2 separate regions of the Ovis aries genome follow, and region 1 is linked to region 2. Evidence: chromatin contacts called from public Hi-C data. All regions are on one chromosome and are shown on one strand. Each heading gives the region's core, a stretch centred on a gene start, on an enhancer-like site or on the middle of the called end of the contact. The rest is flanking DNA. Distances are from core to core; before and after follow the strand shown. Region 1 holds the start of RANBP6 (RAN binding protein 6). Region 2 holds the start of MLANA (melan-A).

Region 1 (5,331 bases), core at 801-3,300, 140 kb after region 2:
TAATTCCAAAACTTTGCTGGTCTCCAAGATTTACAAATTGCCATCCATCATCATCACTCATATTCTCCACATCTTGTGTGTCTAAGAGAGCAACGTCAGGTTTAGCTGAAGCAGTCTTAATAAGAGGCTCAATAACCAGTGGAAGGTACTGTTGAAAATCACTTCCAAGAATTTTACACATTCTAGCCCATGCTGAAACCATGTAAGAGGTCTGAGGGTCATCATCTTCCATATTATTTAACTCTGATTGTGTCTTCAACAATAACTGCATCACATTTGATGCATCTTGCATAAATTTTTCCTTACCAACAGCAAGACCAACATGGCTAATGCATTCAATAGTCTTTCCTTTCAGAAGTTTGAGTTCCTTTTGAACAGCAAGCTCAACAGTATGCTTTAGTGAGGGCATAAATATATCATAGTATGGTACAAATTTTTCTTCTATTGTATCTGCAACTGAGGCAATGGTTGTCACAAGCTGTTCTAAGGCCAACTTAGTTCCATTGCGAATCAACTCTTGAAGTTTAATCACCAAGATGGAATGTAGATTTCTTACCATACTATCCAAATATAGAACCAGCAATGATTTGGGACAGTCTTCAATAAAAATAATAAGCGCAGAAGCTGCATGTGACTGTACACGCTGATTACCTTGATTTTCCATAGTACGCAACAGAGCTGCAATCACAGTTTCATGGAATTTCTTTTGGAAGTTAGGTGCAAAATCTGTAGCCATCTGTCCAAGTGTAGTACAGGCTGCAGCCCTCACCCTTGGATGAGGATCCTGAAGAAAAAGCAAAACAGAGTTAACTGTTTCATCTAAAATTGATTCCATTTGCTGATGGCATCCTTCTCCAATAGCAGATAAGGCCATTAATCCAGCATGTCGGTATTTCCAGTCAGGGCTCTGCAGCATCTGCATGATATGCTCCTTAGTCATTGGTAAAACAAGTTTTCCACCGAGCCCACAAGCCAGTCTGTCTAATGCACTCTCAGCAGCAACTGCATTGCTGTCAAAATCATCTTCTTCCATTTCATCAGCATTTACCCAGTCCTCGTCATCTTGTAGATCAACCATCATTGCTAATATATGAGGAACTGCCTGTGCAATAATATTTGTATGTTTTTTCAACATTGGGGTGGCAGTTTCAGACAAGGTCACTATTACTTCAAGTGCCAGCTGGCGTTGCAGATTACTAAGTCTAGAGTCTCCACATAACTTTAGACTCAGTTGCAGAGTATCTTCTAAATAAGGACCCAAATATTTAGGTACAGTATCTGCAATCTCGACAAGGGATTCTAGCACTGAATCATCATCCTGGTAGCATGAATCATTCACAGCCTGTAAGATTCCAGGAAGCAAGTCTGCAAAGTCTTTGAAAAGACCAATATTATTCTCATTAGCAAGTACAAATGCAGCTGCAGCTCTAGCAGATAATGTCCTGATTGCTGGATGTTCTTGATCTTGAATACACTGGTCCAACAACCTTTTGATGATATCCAAATCGTGCCGCTCCTGGTTCCCAAAAATCCCTGGAAAGTGCCAGAAAACGTGAAGTGCAACTTCCCATAGAACCACATTTTTAGAGTAGATTGAATCAACAAGGAACTTCAGACCTTCAGGCCAGTGGTTAGTGCCATCCTCATCTATCAAATTCCTGGCCAGGACTGCAAAAATGTCACAAAGTTTTTTCCTCATACTAGCATGTGTTTCTAACTTAACAGCCAGTATCAGTTCAATCTTGACGTCCCTCTGAACATCAGAAGGCAAATTTGGATAGACTTCCTCAAACCCAGAGGACAAAAGCCGTCGTAGCAGGGCGGCAGCCATTTGTCTCACCTCATAACCTGCTCTTCTATTTCTGACGGCATCTAAGAGGAATGTAGTCTTACACAGACCTGGGATATTTTCATAGATTTCCTCTGCCTGCCGCCGCACCATACAGCTTGGATTGATCAGGTTCTTCAGAAGCTGGTAAAACTCTTGCTTTCCCGACACGGTCGCCGGTACTCCGGCAGACCCGGACGCCGCCATCGCGTTCTGTCAAAGCAACCGCGACGGGGAAGGAGGGCGGGGGTCTGCGTCCCGGAGCAGTGACATCAGCGAGGCGCCGGCGCGGAGGGGCGGGGCGGGGCCACTTCCTCCCCTGCCGTGGCTCGTCTTGGTCCGGGCTTTGGGAGGCCGGGAGGCCGGTGGCGCGGGACTCATGGGGTCGTGGTGGGAGCGAGGGTCGCTCTCCATCTGATTTCCAATAAAATGAAAATGCACCTATAGAGAGGAAAAAATAAAAGTATGATAATGACTATTAGAATGGGATTATGGGTTTTTTCGTCTTCTATTTCTAAACTATATCTACGGTTGTTACACTGATAATTTTAAAACAGAGCGTACGCCTTGAAAATCTAAGTGAAAGAAGACAATCACGAAAGGCTACATGTTTTATGATTCCTTTTATATGAAAGGTCTAAAGTGGAAAATCCATACAGAAAGTAGATTAGTGTTTGGCAATGGCTGAGGGGAAGAGAGAATAGAGAATAACTGCTGTCAGGAAAGTTCTTTCTGGGTGATGAAAATGTGAAATTGATAGTGGAGATAGCTGCACGACTCTGTGATTATACTCAAACCATTGAATTGTACAATTTAGTTTGGTGAATTGTATTGCATGTGGATAATACCTCAATAAAGCTTTTTATCAAATAAGTACAATAAAAGATAAAGACAATGATTAGCACCCACTATTATATCTAATGCAGTAGAGCAGAGGTGCTCAGATTCAGGTGTGTGTTGGAATCACTTGCTCTGTGGATTATAATAAAGAATGAGAAAGGTATTTGAGTAATGTATGATGAAAAGTAACGTGGGTTAGTAAGATTAGAATTCTGGTCTTGTCTCAAAATTGATTTGAATCCCTGGTCTTGTCACTGAAGTTTTTTTTTTTTTTTTGCAAACTTAAAATGTTTTTACAGTTTTCCTTTTCCTAGAGAGCAGCTGAGGTTATTCTAAGAAATAAATGCCCCTGAGGCTAAATATTGTTTCTTTAATTCAGAAAGGGTTGCTTCCCTGCAATTACCAGGCTCATTAATTACACGGGCTCAGCGGTAAATAATCCACCTGCCAATGCAGGGGGCACAATTTTGATCTCTGGTCCTAGAAGATGCCACATGCTGTGGAGCAACTAAGCCCTTGTGCTACAACTATTGAGCTGTACTCTGCTGCTGCTGCTAGGTCGCTTCAATCATGTCCGACTCTGTGTGACCCCATAGACGGCAGCCCACCAGGCTCCGCCGTCCCTGGGATTCTCCAGGCAAGAACACTGGAGTGGGTTTCCATTTCCTTCTCCAATGCATGAAAGTGAAAACTGAAAGTGAAGTTGCTCAGTCGTGTCTGACTCTTAGCGACCTCATGGACTGCAGCCTACCAGGCTCCTCCATCCATGGGATTTTCCAAGCAAGAGTACTGGAGTGGAGTGCCATTGTCTTCTAGAGCCTGGTAAATAGGAACTGCAACTACTGAGCCCACAAATCCAACTACTGAAGCCTGTGTGTCTAGAGCCTAGTGCTCTGCAACAAGATAAGCCAGTTCAATGAGAAGCCTGCCCACTGCAACAAAGAGTAGACCCTGCTTGCTGCAATGAGAGAAAAGCCTGCACAGCAAGGAAGACCCAGCACAGCCAAAAATAATTAGTAAAATACATAAATAAAATTATATATTAAAAAAATCATCATTACTTTAACAATGATTAGATCTTACTTTTGTATGGGCCTTGCCAATCTATCATTTTAACCATTACACAGGTTTGCAAGATTGGTAGAATAGATATAATACTAATTTTAGGTGAGAAATGGAAACTCAGGAAGGTTAAGGGATTTGCCTAAGATGACGCACCCTGAGTCTCCAATCTACCTCTTCTGAAAGCAACACTGATGCTCTTCACCATACCACTTCCCCATAATTACTCTTGATTTTGCAATACAATCAGACGTTTTCGCTTATTGCATGGTATATTTTAAACTTCTCTGAGTTGGCTGAACTTTAATTTTGTTCCTGGTAGTTCATCAATAAAGAATCTGCCTGCCAATGCAGGAGATGCAGGTTTGATCCCTGGGTCAGGAAGATTCCTTTGAAAAGGAAATGGCAACTCACTCCAGTATTCTTGCCTGGGAAATCCAATGGACAAAGGAGCCTGGTGGGCTACAGGCAGCAGAGTCACAAAGAGTCAGACACGACTTAGTGACTAAACAACAACAAAAACAACAACAACAAATGCTCGTTTAGGAAAAAACCTTATTCTCTAAACAGTGCTTTTTATTCTGTGGACTGAAAGTCAACTGCATCAGAATCACTTGAGAAACTTATTTTAAAATGTAGATATTAGGGCTCAATCTCTGAACTACTGAATCAGAATTTCTGGGTGATACAACCTAAGAATGTTCAATTTTAACAAGGACACTGGGTTTTCATGTGAATACAAAAATTTGAGAACCACTGCTGAAATCAGTGTTGGTTCTGATTCCAAGATCTTGACTACAGTTCTGCATCTTGCTCCAGAGTCAATGGCTTTCCCACCATTCTTTGGAAAAGTCTAATTATAGGGCCTTTGCATTCACTCTTTCAGAAAATCTTAATAACTATTACATGTTGGGGGGAAAAAGCTTGTCTTAAAACCATATCTGTTAGCATATTAAAGACACAAAAACTAGAATGAGATACCACCACAGGCCCAATACAATGTTTTAAATTTAAGTCTAAGAATATCAAGTGACAGTGAAAATATGGAATAATAGGAAACTCAATGATACTTTTGGTGGTAGTTTAAGTGAGTTGGTAGAACCACTCTGTAAAAAATGTTTGGAAAATGCTGGGTTAACATTACGCAGTTATTCATTTATTTTCTCAGCACACGTTCATTGAGGGTATACTCAAGTATGGTGCTGTGTGCTGGGGATAAACATTAAATACATGAGGATGCCATGAGAGACAGCAAATACCATTTAGTGTAGTGATCACTGTGGTGATGCAACCACGTGAGTTTGTGGAGGCAGCTAAGGGAAATCAGGCAAGGCTTCCCAAAGGTGGTGATACCAGGGCTGGCTTTTAAAGGATAAATCTTTATTCACTATTTGAATAAAGAGAAGAAGTTTCTAAGTAAAGGGAACAGCTGTGTTCAAATGTGGAAAGGTCTTAGAGCCTAGTGTGATGAGTTCTGCCAGTATTTCTTGCTGGAGCATTGGGTATGTGACTTGAGGGGGCTTGGGATGACATAAGAGGCAGGAAGGAGGAAGACAGAAGTTCTATAGAAGCCAGATCATGAAGGGTCTCATATTCCATGT
Region 2 (5,535 bases), core at 33-2,532:
TGGCCTGGGTGCTCATCATCCAGGGGGCCATGTTAGTTGAGTCCAGCTTAGCATGTATCAATCTCTAGGCTCAGAACTGCACCCTTTAGTTAACATGTCCTGTAGGATTCTAGAACAGAAAAATGGCGCAGGTGAAAAACTAAGGGTATCTCAGTAAGATATGGCTGTAGTTACTGGTTCATTATTGTAACTAATTTAAGATGTTAATAACAGGGGAACTGGGTGTGGGATATCTATGTATTATCTTCATATTTTTCTGTAAATCTAAAGCTGTTCTAAAAAATAAAGTATACATTAAAATTAAAAAAAAAGGTTAAGTAAATAAAAGAACTGCATTTTTCTTTCTAGACTAGCACACACCACTAGGCCTTCCTGGGAGTTATTGGGCATAAACATGAGTCTCAGGTTAAAGCTGCTCTCCTCAAATCCCTTGACACCAAAGGCTTGTATCCTTCCTGATTTTCTTATGAAATCTCCTAAATCAGCCTCAGTTCTGGCAGTCCAGACCAAGTCTGATTCTTTCTCTGCTGTGGGGCCTTTGCACTGGTTCTTCTCTATGAAACACTGTCCATCTGTGAATGGCTGACTCCTTCTTGTCACTCAGATCTGTTTGCATTTTTTCTCCTTTTCAGAAAGGAGAGAACAAGGATCTCACCTAATAAAGATCAACCTCACTCATGCTGTTTTATTTCTCCCACATCATTTCCACTGATGATTATCCAGTGCTGATAATGCCCTCACACGAGACAGTCCAATGGGAACTGGAAAGAACCATAAGATCTGCAAGGTGGGGAAGCGGACCTCATGTTGTAGTCGCGTTAGTCAATCAGTCATGTCCAACTCTTTGCAACCCCATGGACTGCAGCCCACCAGGCTCTTCTGTCCATGGAAATTCTCTAGGCAAGAGTACTGGAGTGGGTTGCCATTCCATTCTCCAGGGGATCTTCCCAACCCAGGGATCGAACCCAGGTCCCCTGCATTGCAGGCAAATTCTTTACCATCTGAACTACCAAGGAAGCCATAAAGGGGAACCTTAGTGGTCATTTAATCTAAGTGCTTGGCTGATGAGAACTCTCACATTCCTTAATTCTGGTGGGTGTTTTGTTTAGTTTTTGCCTGTTTACAATGGTTACAGAGAGCTGGTGCTACTGCTGCTGCTGCTAAGTTGCTTCAGTCATTTCCAATTCTGTGTGACCCCATAGATGGCAGCCCACCAGGCTCCCCCGTCCCTGGGATTCTCCAGGCAAGAACACTGGAGTAGCTTGCCATTTCCTTCTCCAATGCATCAGAGTGAAAAGTGAAAGTGAAGAGTGAAAGTGAAGTTGCTCAGTCGTGTCCGACTCTGTGTGACCCCATAGATGGCAGCCCACCAGGCTCCTCCAACCATGGGATTTTCCAGGCAAGAGTACTGCAGTGGGGTGCCATTGCCTTCTCCGACAGAGAGCTGGTGAGCAATAATTCTGTCCCACTGAAATGCTTCTGGGCTGTACACATTTGACTCTCAGAGCAGGCTATGTAGGTTGAATTAGCCCTGGTTTCAATTAAATTCTAGGTAGGTCATATCCACCTTCAAACAGGAAATTTTCTCTGCTCCTTGCCAATGCAAGAAACCCATTCTTCCCAAGGGACAGTCGTCTCTGAGGGTGTCACAAAAGACCTGGGAGCTTAGCTCAGGAAGTTTCAGGGATCCTCTAATTCCTCTTCTTGATCAGGAAGTCGTGCTCCTAGATTACCTTCAGGCCTGAGACCAAAGGCTCACCCACACTTTGAGGTGAAGATGAGGGTGGGTAGAGGGTACCCCATTACAACTGAATTTCAAGTAAACAGCAAATAATTTTTTGCACTAAAAATATTTCATGGGACACCGTTATACTAAAATCTATTCATTGCTTATCTGAAATTCAAATGTAACTGGAAAGCCTATATTTTAACTGGCAATCCTACAGATGAGGGATCAGCATTAAAACTAATGACTCCCCTAAGATGAAACCTGGGATTAAGGAAAAAAGAGGCCACAGTGAGCCGTGACTTTTTGAGGAGAGGAATGAAGTTGGTTTCTTTCACGCTAATTAAGCAATCACAAACGACCCCATCAGAAATCTAAACTCGTGATTAACATGGGACTCGAGACCAGGGGGAAAAAAAATGAAAAAGGTTAAGAGCCAGAGAAGCAATCTTCACAGAAACGGCAGCCAGCAGACGGAGTTGGTCCCAGGAAGGCAGGTAAGAGCAAAGCCTTTTCACCCACTCTTTCAGAACAGAACAGGCTTTGGCAGATTCCAGTGGACTCCTCCAGCCTTTCTGATACCTGGATGTCGGCAGAATTCTCCTCAATATTCACAATTCTCCGACTTTTAAGGGTTCACAAAGTCTCCTCCTAGGTCCTACCTCTAGACTGCCCAGAAGCAAAGCAGAGAACCAGGAAAAGCAGTTGTTCAGGCTGTAACTGGCTCAGGAACAGCTGTGTCTACTCCCTTAAGAACCACTTTTCTTGGCTCAGGTAGGATGAAGTACATTTGCTGTCCCGCCACTGTTTGCCAAGGCTCGAAACTGGAGGTATAGATTTACAGAAACGAACTTAATGCAGAATTCGTTTTGTGTCTGTCATTTTGAACAGAGTTCATCCCCACATTATTCACCTGAGATGATCAGTAAGGTCAACTGTGACTTCTTTACAACTGGGAAGCGCAAATGACACATGCAATGCCCCAAGGAAAGGGTTCATGGGGTGAACTCTCCACTCCCCTTTTCCACTTCTATTCAGCTGTTTTAAATGGGCTCATTAATATAACTCTATGGGGATCAGACCTATGCAATTCACAAGAACAATAAAAGGAATGAAAAACGCACAATAGCAAGGAGAGAAGAGAAATCATTGTTGGTTTTTAATAAGCACACTCTAATAATGACCACTAAAGTTCATGAGCTTTTTACTTGTTTGTATCATAGTTTAAAATTTCATATTTTGGGGACAGTTTCCTTTGTTGGAATTAATGGGCTTGAAGGATGCTGTGCTGAGACACATGCCCATTATATCATCATAGCCTTTTATTTGTCCAAGGATTGATATAAAATAATACCTCTGGAGAGAAATAACTCCTCTTATTAATCTGTCTTGAGCCAGGGAAAGTAAGGAATGAATTAAAATGCTTTTTGTTTATTTCTCTACAAGTTTGTGGTATAGAGTCAAATTAATTCTCAAATCACAACTCAGTTTGAAAGTTTTTTCCTTTTGTTTGTGGTTTCTTCTTTGAACTTAAATTTCAGTTGGTAGAAAGGGGTTAAAAACCTGAGCAATTCCCACTTGACATCTGTGAAAGAAACAAGTACGAGTCCTTGCAGAGAGAGAAAACAGAGGGTTTGGATATCGTTTTCAGTCACCTAGCGAGAATGTCTTTGTGGGTGTTTTTGAGATGGTAAGAACACTCTGGATGCATGAAATGACACCTGTGTGTCCCTGCTGCTAGGTGTCCCGTGGCCTGACCCTACAAGATGCCAAGAGAAGAGGTTCACTTCTTCTATGGTTCCCCCAGGAAAGGGCACAGCCACTCTTATGTCACGACTGAAGAGTAAGTTCAAAATCAGACCCAGCGGGGTTACAGTTTGCCGTTTGCTGACACAGCCTTTGGCTTCCACCAGCACATGTTGGTCCGTAAATCTCTCTAGTGTTTATTTCTCCAGAAATAAACCTGGCAATGAGGTAAGGAGACCCTGAGGTCCTACAAAAGGTCTCAGGTTTCTCTGAGGCCAAAGAGGCAAAGAGGCAGGGAAGGCAAAAACCTGGATCTTGCCATTTTTGTTGCATTCTTGGCTATGAGGCCTTTACTGTGGGTTCCCAGGCTGAAAATCCTGTCTGAGAGCATGATGCCTCTGTCCTCAAGCCTTGCCTGACTGCTCCACTTGGGCTCCCAGAGGTGGTTTGCAGATAGAACAGAGGCAAGTTGCCAAAGGACAGTGAGGTTGAAGGGCAGGTGCGTCCCTCCACCTGCTGACTGAGTCCAAGGTGAAGAGGGTGGTCATAACCTTTGCATCAATGCTTTACCCTAAAGAAAGGTGTTTTGTATTATGAATTATTTAAAAATAAGTATTTGCATGATTAAACATTTCTAAGTGCTAAGCAATGTATACCAGCTCAAGATGCTATTCTCTCCTTTGAAAAAAATCTTACAACCTACTGGGAGAGTTAGGCATGGGAGTAATTTCATCAGGTATAAGTGCTGTGACGGGGACATAAGCCACAGGACATACTCTGCAAGGTGAGAGTGGGCAAGGGGTGGTGGCGGTAGGAGGGGCCCCTCTCTGAGTGGAGACTCCATCAGGACAAATGAGGAATCTGGGTTTTATTTGGACCATCTCGTAAGTGATCTGCTCAGAACTTCCTGCAAACCTGCTGTCTTGGGAGAGAACTGTTGAATTGCTTTACTGGAGTGAACTAGCAGGGGCAAGAGAGATGGAGAACCTGTCAAAGGCACTGAAGAGGAATTCAGGCTGGAGTATTTCTTCGGAAGACCCTAGTGGGATTCTCTAATATCCCTGCATGGTCAAATGGGATGTGGTGGTGAGATCTTCTGAAAAAAATGTCCCAACAGCAAAAATGTACTCTTGAGGGGTGCAACTGCACATGGTATTAGGTAGTATATTTTTCAGGATTTGCATGATGACTCAACAGACTATCTCTGTGAAACCACAGCTGAGAAGTTCTCAGTTGAGGCGGCACAAGCCACCTATGGAGCTCGTGAAAATGCAGCTTCCTAGGCACTGCTGCCCAAGAGGCTGACTCAGTAGGTCTTGGGGTCAGGGGCCCAGGATCTGTACTTTAACATGCATCTCAGACAACTCCCTTGCAGGAGGTATTTGGGTGACATCTGAGGAGCCCTGCCCTGCTGGACAATGGGTTCTTATGGTGTGTCTGGCACATCCCAGCATTTTGGGCCCTCACTTCCTGTGTGTGAGCGCAATGTGACTGTGGTGTGAGGAGTTCAAACAGAGCTCTGTGTGTGTCAAGATGCCCAAGGGGGTGACCACAGACCTAGGAGGGAGAATGAGAGCACAGGCATGCTGGGAATGGAATCATCTGCCTTTAGTCATGAGAACCCGCTGAATGTCCTTGTAATAGCTCCATTCCAGGAAGGGGTGATGTGGTCAAAAAGGCACTGGCTGGGTACCTCAGGCCAGTCGCTGTGAATGCTGGTTCTGCCACTCTCTGGTTGTGCAACCTTGGGCATTTTACCAGCCCAAAGTCTTGGGGATGTCAGATGTGAAATGAATGTCATACCTACCCCTGAGGATTGTTGTGACAGGGCCAGTAGCAGGGTGCTCACCATAGTGCTTGGCAGGGTTGTTGTGAGAATTAAATAATCTAATGAATACAGAATGGTTATCATGGTACCCAGCTTAGAGCAGACATTAAGTCAAAGTTAATTTCCATTTCTTTTTTGTGGACTGACAGTTGGGGAAAATGTTTTAAACTAGTCCTGATGGAAAGATAACTCAGTCCACAGAAGGGTCAGCTGCCACTGCACCTGTTGCACTTGG

What was found. A called contact is a pair of places that touch in the nucleus more often than the background predicts.
Region 1: a contact with region 2 is called in a Hi-C map of hypothalamus, with 3 times the contacts expected there. The contact joins the promoter of RANBP6 here to the promoter of MLANA in region 2. A contact is called at or near these places in 3 of 16 Hi-C or Micro-C datasets (hypothalamus and tail adipose tissue).

The regions. Positions count from the first base shown.
Region 1 is chr2:74,177,096-74,182,426 of ARS-UI_Ramb_v3.0, forward strand. RANBP6 (RAN binding protein 6) reads right to left here and starts at 2,051. Exons shown (of 2, transcript XM_042243432.2): 1 at 1,841-2,051; 2 at 1-784. The coding sequence starts at 2,035.
Region 2 is chr2:74,040,347-74,045,881 of ARS-UI_Ramb_v3.0, forward strand. It overlaps MLANA (melan-A), which reads left to right and starts at 1,283. Exons shown (of 5, transcript XM_060409434.1): 1 at 1,283-1,447; 2 at 3,468-3,569. The coding sequence starts at 3,493.